2 separate regions of the Mus musculus genome follow, and region 1 is linked to region 2. Evidence: chromatin contacts called from public promoter capture Hi-C data. All regions are on one chromosome and are shown on one strand. The core of a region is the stretch at or near the end of the contact, and the rest is flanking DNA. Distances in the headings are between cores, read along the strand shown.

Region 1 (4,764 bases), core at 327-2,826, 1.1 Mb after region 2:
CATTACTAAGGATGCAAATTACTTCTTCTAGCCCATTTGATGAATATTTACTGAGCACCTACTATGACCAAAGTAATGTGCCAGTTCTATACCAGGCTCCTTCTTCCCTGTTTCAATTAAAATGCATAATCAGGCAGGCATGGTAGTACACATCTATAGCCCAGCATTGGGGCTGGCTGGACCCAAATCTTGAGGCTGCAGCTGGAAGTCAAAGAGTTCTAGGCATAGCCTGGGCTACAGCACAGAAGAAAACATGTCTCAAAAAAAAAGTGAGAGATTATAATGAGAAAAGGGTTTTTAAAATATAAATCTTCAAGCCCAGTGGTGGTAGTACACTCCTTTAATCTCAGCACTCAGAGGTAGTGCAGGTACATCTCTGAGTTTGAGGCCAGCCTGGTCTACAGAGCAAGTTCCGGGAAACTCTATCTTGCAAACCAAAAACTAAAATAAAATAACTTTTTAGTAAAGTTTATCATTTAAAGAAGCAATGAGATACCGCCTCAGAAGTCAGGAATGAAGTCTAAGTTATACTCTTAGAACTTCAAATTGAATCAAATGGGGAAAAAACTATGCAGAGATTCATGCCGGAGGTATCCCGAAATGTCCCTCTTCTCCTTGGATCCAGCCTCCAAACTCTAAAGGCCTTGCTTAGCCAGTTGAAATGCGTCTCCTTTTTGTGCAAGAGATACAAGAACAAAGAGAAAGGAAGAGAGACTTCAACGGGCTGCAGGTGGTGTGGGGGCAGGGAGAGTTAGAAATATGGAGGTGAGAACTGGGGAAGTTGAGGGAGATGATGATTCTTAAATTGTCAGAGAGCCTTGGGTCCAGCTTGCTCAAGAGAACGTGAAGTCCCACGGGTCCAAGGAAAGATCTGCACTCTTGACCATAGCAAGCCTGGACTTAGAACCCCTGGCTTATCGGCTAGTTAACCCCCATAGTGTGTGTCTGTGTCGTGTGTCTGTGTCACTAACAGAACTCCTGGCTTAGAGAGCCTCCCACTGTTTTCTTCCTTCTCTCTTGGGTCAAGATTTGTATCACAAGCTAAGAGTTATGTAAATGGGTTGGCTACACTTAGCAAGCGGTTTCTCTGAGATTTTAACATCATGATTGACCAGGGAAGACTTTAACTTTTTCCCAGTGGCCTTTGCATTTCTCCGGATGGAATGATGTGAAAACAGGCTTTTTCCTTGAGGCCAGCAGCAGCTTGTTACCGGATCATATCCAAACTCAGAAGTTTTCTTGTGTGAATGTGAGCGTTGGGGGCAGGCGTGTTTTCAGAAGTTTTCGTATGTGTATGTGAGCGTTGGGGGCAGGCGGGTTTTGTTAAAACTGAAACGAATAGGAGCAGGCATGTTTCGGTGAACCTCCTGCGTTTTGGTTCAACTCTAGCAGCTAGAAAACAAAACCACATAATCTGAGGCTCACGCCCAGCTCTGCGCAGCAGGGTGTCTGCTAGTTCCTGTGTGGTTTGCCTGCAGACTGGCTGGGGGGGAGCTTGGAGGAGGGCAAGGGGCAGGGAGGAGGAAGCTGTATTGATGGATCTGGGGCTTGCGACCTGCTTCAGTGTGGTGCTCAGAAACCAGCACAAGGCAGACCTGTAGGCTGAGGCGGCGCGGTAAACTTGACATTTGAATGCATCTTCCCACTGGCAAAAGGCAATTCTAATAACTCGTTGTCAAAGCCGAGATACACGCTCAACTCAACCTCTTCGCGTCCCAAAGGTAAGTCATGCGTCGTGGGTGCACGCCCTCTGGAAACCTTGAGCGCTTTTAAGATTCTGTTCTCTGTAAGCCAAATCTAATGAAAGCTAGTCCTACTGGTTTTCTGAACTTTGCTGGCAATACTTCAGCCATCAGCCTAGGCTTCTTATCTAGTTGGCTTACGTTAGTAGGGATTGGATTCAACTTCTGTCAAACGAACTAGAGAAAACTTGGTCTTTACTGGGCCCATGGGGGAAAAAACGGCAGTTCTACTAACTGGCTTCAGAGCGATCTCTGGGAAAGACCTTGGATGTTGAGGTCCCAGAGGGGGAAAAAAAAATCCCCCTTCAATAGTGAAGTCGGGGAGTGGCAGGTGGTAGGGAATTGAGCCCAGACTCTGAGGACTTGCTCAATTTTTTCACCAACTCCAAACTGCTAGTTCTGGCGGCATTTGCTCTCTTTACGAAGAACACTGGTCTGAGTTCCTTTAATAAGAGAAAACTTCCCGTGGGAAGACATGAGGAGAGGGTGTTGTCTATCTTTGTCTCTTTATTAATAGTTGTGTGGCATCTTTAAAGACCATCTCTGGTTTCTGCTCTTGTCCCCATCTGTTTCAGAACCTGAGAAAGGAATGCAAAGACCAGGTTTTCACTGACTTAACCATGACTGCATCCACTTAACCTCAAGTGCAGCCTTGTTAATAAGGCATATGGAACACTTTGTATATCATTAGAAGTACTCATCCAGAGATAGACTAAGGGGGGCTACTTGGTCTCCAAACCACCGCAGGGATAAGGCAGTGATGAGCACACATTGTTGGAGGGTGAGAAACTTCAGTGGAAGAGCCTTGCATATGGGTCCATTTATTATAAACTGCTAATTTGTTATAGGGTCCCTTTTTTTTTCTTCTTCATTTTTGATTTCAGAAAGAACGTTTAGTTTAACCTGGTCTCTTTTAGTGAATCAACATGGCCTACAAAGCTTGATATTCATAGTATAATTTTAGAGAGGCCCTCTTGAAAGAAGCAGCCACTATTAAGTAGTGTCTCCCTCTCCCCCCCCCCACCCCCCCACCAAGGCAGGGTTTCTCTGTGTAGCCCTGTCTGCCCTGTCTGTGTAGCATAGGCTGGCCTCGAACTCACAGAGATCCTCCTGCAAGTAGTATATTTCGATGCCAAGTTTTTAAAAAACTTCTAACTTATTCCCTTTTTAAGAATTTTTTTGTGTTTGTGTTCTGGTTTTCTGTAAAAGGAGGCAGCCCCACATCACTGAAGAAAACTACCCTATTAAACTCAACCCCAGAGAGTCTCCCACATAGTAAACTGTAATCTTATTCTCCCTAAATTGTAATAGCTTTCATCTTTTAAAAATGGCTTTACTGAAGCTGAGGGGAAGGAGGTGATCGATCAATTCAATATAAAGAAATGCCTTTGCTTCTAACAATAGCTTCCACGTCTCAGGCCTTCATTGTTTTATACCTACCCCAGAGGGACACCATAAGAATAAAAGAGTTAACATAAATACCATGTACCTTAGGGAAAGGCGCTGTGAAAACGCATGATGGGTCCATTATTATTTCTCTAAATCTTAATCATTTTCCTTCTCGTCTCTTGTACAAAACGCATCTCTCCTGCTGCCCAGAGCCTGCTCTTTTGGAACCATTGCCTTCTGGAAGAGCTGCCAGTGATTTCCATGTGTCTGTTGATTCCCAAAGAATAACACCTGCTGCTGTTGGCAGCTTAAAGAGCTCAGGCCTGAACTTGAACAAAAAAAAAAAAAAAAAATATGTGCCCCTTTTCCTGGCTCTAGAAAAGTCTATAATTGTTCACAAATATGTCATTAAGTGTGATTCCATCAGCGTTTCTTAACTGAGCAACAGTTGCTGCTGGGTGAGTCCAAGAGACAGCACCTGCAAGCTCCTGTGAAGCAAGGTCAAAGTGGGGCAGCCAGGTAGCTCAATGAGCAGAGATGCTCGCCAGCAAATCCAACTCTGTGAGTTCAGTCCCTGGGACTCACATGGTGGGGAGAAAAGAAAAGAGCCCTGCTCTTCGTTCTCTGACTCAGCCTCCACACTGTAGCATACGACGCACACGTAAATAATAAATAATATAAAGTCATAGTAAGCAAATACTTTTAAAAGTCCAAGAGTAGTCACCGTGTAGTTATTTGAATCAAAGAGTAGAGGAGGTGAGCTCATGGTGTACAACTGGAGCCTTCGCGCCGCGCATCTCCCTATACAAAGGGGCGCCTCCATTTCGTGTGTCTCTGTCCTTTTTTCTTCATTATCATATTTTTATACTGTTGGGAGAATTTTCAGGAAATCACAGCTTCATTCAATGAACACGTCACTCACATTTATTGAGCAATTGCTTTGTGCCGCACTTGCCCAAGGGTGCCAAGGTCTCTAACAACGTTCACAGTGGGTTTCAGTAGACTTGAGCCAATAAGAATCCAGTAAGTAATGTTTTAAAGTAGTTTTCTTTCTACGTATACAAGCATAGTCCAAAGTTTTAGAGAGTTTAATACAACGAGAGCGACATACACAATGATAGAAACCTTCTTTGCTCTTCAAAGATGTTAATCATTTCATGAAGAAAGTGAATTTATGTACAGATAGATTTAAGCAAGGCATGGTGGCACATGCCTGCAATCCCAGCTCTTGGGAGGCAGAAGCCAGGACTGGTACAATTTCAAGGCCACCAGGCCAGCCAGCCAGCTACACAAGCAAGACTATCAAAAAAAAAAAAAGTGTACACATTTAATAGAAAGTTGAAATGCTAAATGTGCCCACTCGGTTTACAAACATAACCTTCATCACACAGCTCTCTCTGCTGTATTGCTTTCTGAATTTCTTGTAAGTTGCAGATGAATGACAGTTTGCTCCTGAATAATTCAGTTCACACCCAAGAACAAGAACATTCTCTTATATAACCGCGATGCCTTCATTATGCCTCCGAAGGTAGGAGTTCTTAATATCTACTAGTTAATAACTAGTCCATACCAATCCTCCCCATTTTTGCCTCTGTCACCCATACCATTACTTTAAAAAAAAAACAGAATTAAT
Region 2 (4,807 bases), core at 129-2,628:
CTAGGCTCCTCCCTGCCAGAGTAAGCAGGGAGTAAGAAGACTCAGAACAAGAAGAGCAGCCTTCGAGAGATTTAGACCAACTGAGGCACCTGGGAAGGATATTCTCCAACCTGCTGAGCTGCCTGCAGGCAGTGGGAAGAGCTCCAGGTTCCCAGCTTGGTGAGCTGTCACCCATGCTGGGTGGGCTTTGGTGATGCAGCTGTCTCTGAGTCATTCCTGCTCCTGTAAGCAACCCTTCACCCATATTCCTCTAAGTAACTCCAGCAAAACTCATTAATTCATGAAGCTGGATATTGGTACTATCTGTACTTTAGGCTGTCGTGGGCTCCCTATCTGGGGTGAGCAGACAAGTGTGTTTCATCTCCCCAGGAAAGGTGTGTGTGTGTGTGTGTGTGTGTGTGTGTGTGTGTGTGTAGATTCACAGCAAGCTGCCCAGGGTCCCCCATGCTGCACCCCCCAGGCAGTGCTACTGGTCACATGCAAAGCCTCCCAGAACTGCTTTGTGCGGGGAGTAATGGTAAAGCAATGGAGGCCAGGAAAGAGTTGGCGAACACCGTAAGCAACAGATCTTCATCCTGCCGAAGCCTCTCCTGCACACAGAGGGAGCCAGACGAAGCCATTTCTTTAGGAAGAAACCAGCTACAGGAGGGAGGGGGGCTGGGATCAAGGAGAAGGCAGAAAGGCCCTTGGTTTATCGGTTCCATAGCTATAGATTAATAGACCTGTGCCCAGAGAGGATGCTTCACATAGCAATGGAGGCCTCCAGCCCACCTAAGATTCTTCCTACTCTATCCTGCCTGCCTCTATGCCGTGCTTGGAGTTTTTCCTGGTCAGTGAAGTTCTTTCCAGTGTCTTCCCACATGAAGAAGAGGGGGGCAGAAATGAAGGCGGTGGGCATCCCCAACACACTCAGCCTCTTTTACACCATTAGCATCTCCCTTGTAGTCAATACTGAAGCCCAGAAAGGGGACTCAGAGTCAGCCTCTCTCCCCACCGGAAACCATCAACAAGGTTATCTCAGAGCTAGCTCAGGTTATCTCAGAGTTTAACAGGTGATGGCTCCTTTCAGCACCACTTCCCGGGAGTTCCAACCTGGGAGGTCTTCCGCGGCTGAAAGCCTGCTTCCACCACCCAGGGCCCAACAGAGCTATGAAAGTCAGGACTTGAAGTGAGTGCCAGGCCCTGACTGTGGTTTCTGGGGATGAGAGGAACACTTGGTGCCTACGCAGGACCAGAGAGGGAGGGGCTCGGCTTGGGCCAGCAGCGGCTGTGTAAGCTGCCCCGCCTGTCGGCGTGGGGACGTGAGAAGCGCTGCTTCCTGGCTCCTGTCCCGCGCCTGGCCGCCCCGCCACGTCACCGCGCGGCCAAGGGTGCGCGCGGCGGGAGCGCGCCAGCAAGGAGGCGCGGCACCGGCCTGGGGCACCGCGAGGAGCAGGGACGGGGACGTGGCAGCGCCCCGCGCAACAGAAAGTTCCCTGGGAAGTTCTGCGCGACACGGCGCGGGAGCGGCGGGCGGGACCATGAACGTGTTCCGAATCCTCGGGGACCTGAGCCACCTCCTGGCTATGATCTTGCTCCTGGTGAAGATCTGGAGGTCCAAGAGCTGCGCCGGTGAGCGGCGCCCGGGGCGGGGCGGGACCGGACCATGGTGAGGACTTAGGCTCAGAGGGAAGCCGGGCGCGCGCGCTTCCAAAAACTTCAGCGAAGTTTTTCGACATCAGAGGATCCGGGAGATTATGAGGGAGCGTGGCTTCTGTCTCCATGAAGAGCCCTACCTCACGCTTCTCGCCCTATCCTTAACTGGGCAGCTGGCAGTATCACGGCTGCTGGGCGAGGAGTGGAGGGGGACCTTCCCCTGGGAGGAGACCATATTTGAAGTCGCCTTAGTCGTCGAGTCTTCATTCTCTCCTGCCTTTTATTTCCCCAGAGAGAGCCTTTTCCTGCCAGCTGGTGATATCAGCCTGGCCCAGGGATGTGGAGCTGGCTCTGAGTGGAAGGCGTTGGAGGGGCTCGCGATTTGTCTACAGGTCTAGCGGCCTTGCTGGGATGGGAAATATCTGGAGGCTGGGTTGATGATTTCAGTCCCCGGGTTAATAAGAAGCTGCCCATTGTCTTTCAGCCATCTCCGTTCCTAGCGTTCCCTGCCTGTCCCAGGCATGCAATTGAGTGTGAGCTCAGACTCTACCAGAGCTGGGGAGGCAGAGAGCAGCTGAGGGCTACGTGGACAGAGAGGATGGGCAGGGTATGTGCTCAAGGTACAGGGTACGGTGTTGAGAACACCCGTGCAAATACGTAGAAGCCACAGGGCATAGGGCATGTCCTGGGAAGGACACAGGAGGAAGAGGAATCCAGAAGGTAGGATGGACTAATGGTGAAAGGCTTTTTCCGGTCACATTCGGGATCCAGGATGAAGGAAACCATCGAAGAAGTAGGAGCAGAGGCAGAGGCTCAGCAGGTCTCTTGAGACTCCGGAAATGGAGGTTGAGAGCATTTTGAGATGTCACCTGGGAGGCTGATCAGGAGAGGGACTTGGTTGAGTATGGATCAGACACATTTTGGATCCAGTGGCTCTGGACTGAATTAGACGTTACCGGGGGTTTGTAGTAGTCAGTTGCCTGAGAGATCGTCTCTCACGGCCCTTCTGCTTGCTGGGCCTGTGACTTTGCTTTAGAGGTCCGGGGTAGGATTGGGGGAGTGCTTGTTACCTCCTCCCTCATCCTGTGAGGGACACTGTGCCCTGATACCCCAATGCCCTGCCTTAGGGAGCTGACCTACTGAGAGACCAGCAGAAAGCGACAGGAGGAGCAAATCAGTATGCGTTGCTGTAGGCGAAAGAAAAATGGCAGCTGGTGCCAGCCCCAAATGCCAGAGACACACTGGCCACTGTCCCACTGTCCTGCTGAGTTGTGTAGCCTGGGGCTTCTGTTTCCCTATCAGTCAGAGGGACTCACTCACGGTGTCTCTCTTCTCCTGGGCTTCTGGTAGGGATAGTGTTTATGTGTTTATGTGTGGAGCCACTATGGGTAGAACCCTGAGCCTACAAGGTTAAGAGGACTGGAGGATATAGTGGCCAGGTATCCCCCATGAAGCTGCTGCCTAGACTGTCCTAATAGGGCAGGTGCCTCTTTGGCAAGGGCTTGGTGAAGGGGCAACACAGCCAGCCCCACCTGGTCTAGGTCGCCTCCCCATCTGTGTCACCCCCTATAGGAGTTCCTTTATGGCCTCGTCTGTCTCCCTGCTAGGCTCTACTCAGGTCCTAGGTCTTGGTCACATGGCTCCAATCACATGTGCGGGGGATGGGGGGGAGGGGAAACAGGACTACTAGTGAGGAATGTGAGGCCCACACTCGCCTGCAGCCGGTATCTGGGCCCAGTGTTCTTCAGAGTGGGAGAGACCTTAGGAGTCTCCTCCATCATTAAAAATGTCACTCTGACTGGGTAGTGGTAGCACGCTCCATTAATCCCAGCACTTGGGAGGCAAAGGGAGGTGGATCTTCTTGAGTTCAAGGCCAGCCTGGTCTACAGAGAGAGTTTCAGGATAGCCAGGGCTACATAGAGAAACCCTGTCTCGAAAACATACAAACAAGACAAAAACAAAAAAACCATCCCAAGACTGCCCGTCACAACCAGAAGAGTGAGACAGGGAGTGTGGGCACAGGAAGGCAGAGTCACTACAGGGGTCACAGGATGCAGACCCTGTGTTCACTTGGAATAGAATCTAGACAAATTGCTAGGCTGGAGGGGGTGTGGCAAGAGCCAGGAGGGAGGATGGCCCAGGCAGCAGCTGGGACAAGGCTTTGGGTCTTTTAAGGACATTTGGAAGTCACATAAAAGCTTTAAGCAGAATTTTGTTTTCAAATAGCCCTTGGGTTTCTGGATGGAGAATGGAAAGTGGGGGTGGGGGTGGGGCCGCTGGCCAGCAATTGTTGGGCTATCTGAGAGTAGCCGAGTAGAGAAGAGAGAGGCTAAAGAATACTGGGGCGTGGTGACTGGAGGGGTGTGAGAGAGGGAGAGAGGCTCAAGGGTGGCCATGAGTTTGCAGAGGGATGAAGGGCTGTTTACCAAGAAGGGGTGGAGAAGGCTATTCGGAGATAGGTTTGTCTTGGATGACTTTTGGGGCCTTGTGGGATTGTCCTGAAAAATGGAGCGGACAGATGAATGAACATACAGGCCAAAACTAAGAGGAGCCTTGGATCTGGAGGCTCTCTGGAGTGTGTGTATGTTTGTGTGTGTGCATGTGTGTGTGTGCACACGTGTTAGAAGCCATCAGCCACAGGGATGGCTGAGATGGCAGAGATACAGAACAGCAGGCAGCTGGGTGATTTGTGGACAAAGACAGGTAGAGCCATAGAAGGGGAGGCACAACCGCCTGATGTCACAGAGTCCAGGAGAGGGATGCTAAGGATGGGAACGTTCTGTGAGCAGCTCTCGAGAGCAGTAGTGAGGTCAGTTGACCTTGGCTTCAGAGACACCAGCACTGGGACTGGAAACGTTGGGCGTGGCAAGGTGTGGCCGAGGCTAGTGTGGGCGTGGCAAGGTGTGGCCGAAGCTATTGTGGGCGTGGCAAGGAAGGAAGATAAAGGAAGTTCCTGGCCCTTGGAGCCATCTCCTTGACCTGCAGGAGAGCCATAAGAGTACAGGGCCCAGGCAGGGGGTGAAGCAGGAACACTGGGGAGCCGGAGTCAAGGGTATGGAACCTGTGACGCTAAGCAAGTGTTCTTGCCCAGGGCCACGCCCCAGTCTCTCCTGCTCCTTTTTTTTTTTTTTTTTTTTTTTTTTTTTGAGACTGGGCTCCTTTGCCTGGGCTG

Evidence for each region. Promoter capture Hi-C pulls out the DNA fragments that hold promoters and counts their contacts.
Region 1: a contact with region 2 is called in a promoter capture Hi-C map of liver, with 5 times the contacts expected there. The contact joins the promoter of Grap2 here to the promoter of Kdelr3 in region 2. A contact is called at or near these places in 3 of 39 promoter capture datasets (hematopoietic stem and progenitor cells and liver) and 1 of 115 datasets of contacts at active chromatin or transcription factors (pancreatic cancer cells).

What each region holds. Positions count from the first base shown.
Region 1 is chr15:80,571,021-80,575,784 of GRCm38.p6, forward strand. Grap2 (GRB2-related adaptor protein 2) reads left to right here and starts at 1,577. Exons shown (of 8, transcript NM_001289442.1): 1 at 1,577-1,721.
Region 2 is chr15:79,515,030-79,519,836 of GRCm38.p6, forward strand. Kdelr3 (KDEL (Lys-Asp-Glu-Leu) endoplasmic reticulum protein retention receptor 3) reads left to right here and starts at 1,379. Exons shown (of 5, transcript NM_134090.2): 1 at 1,379-1,611. The coding sequence starts at 1,521.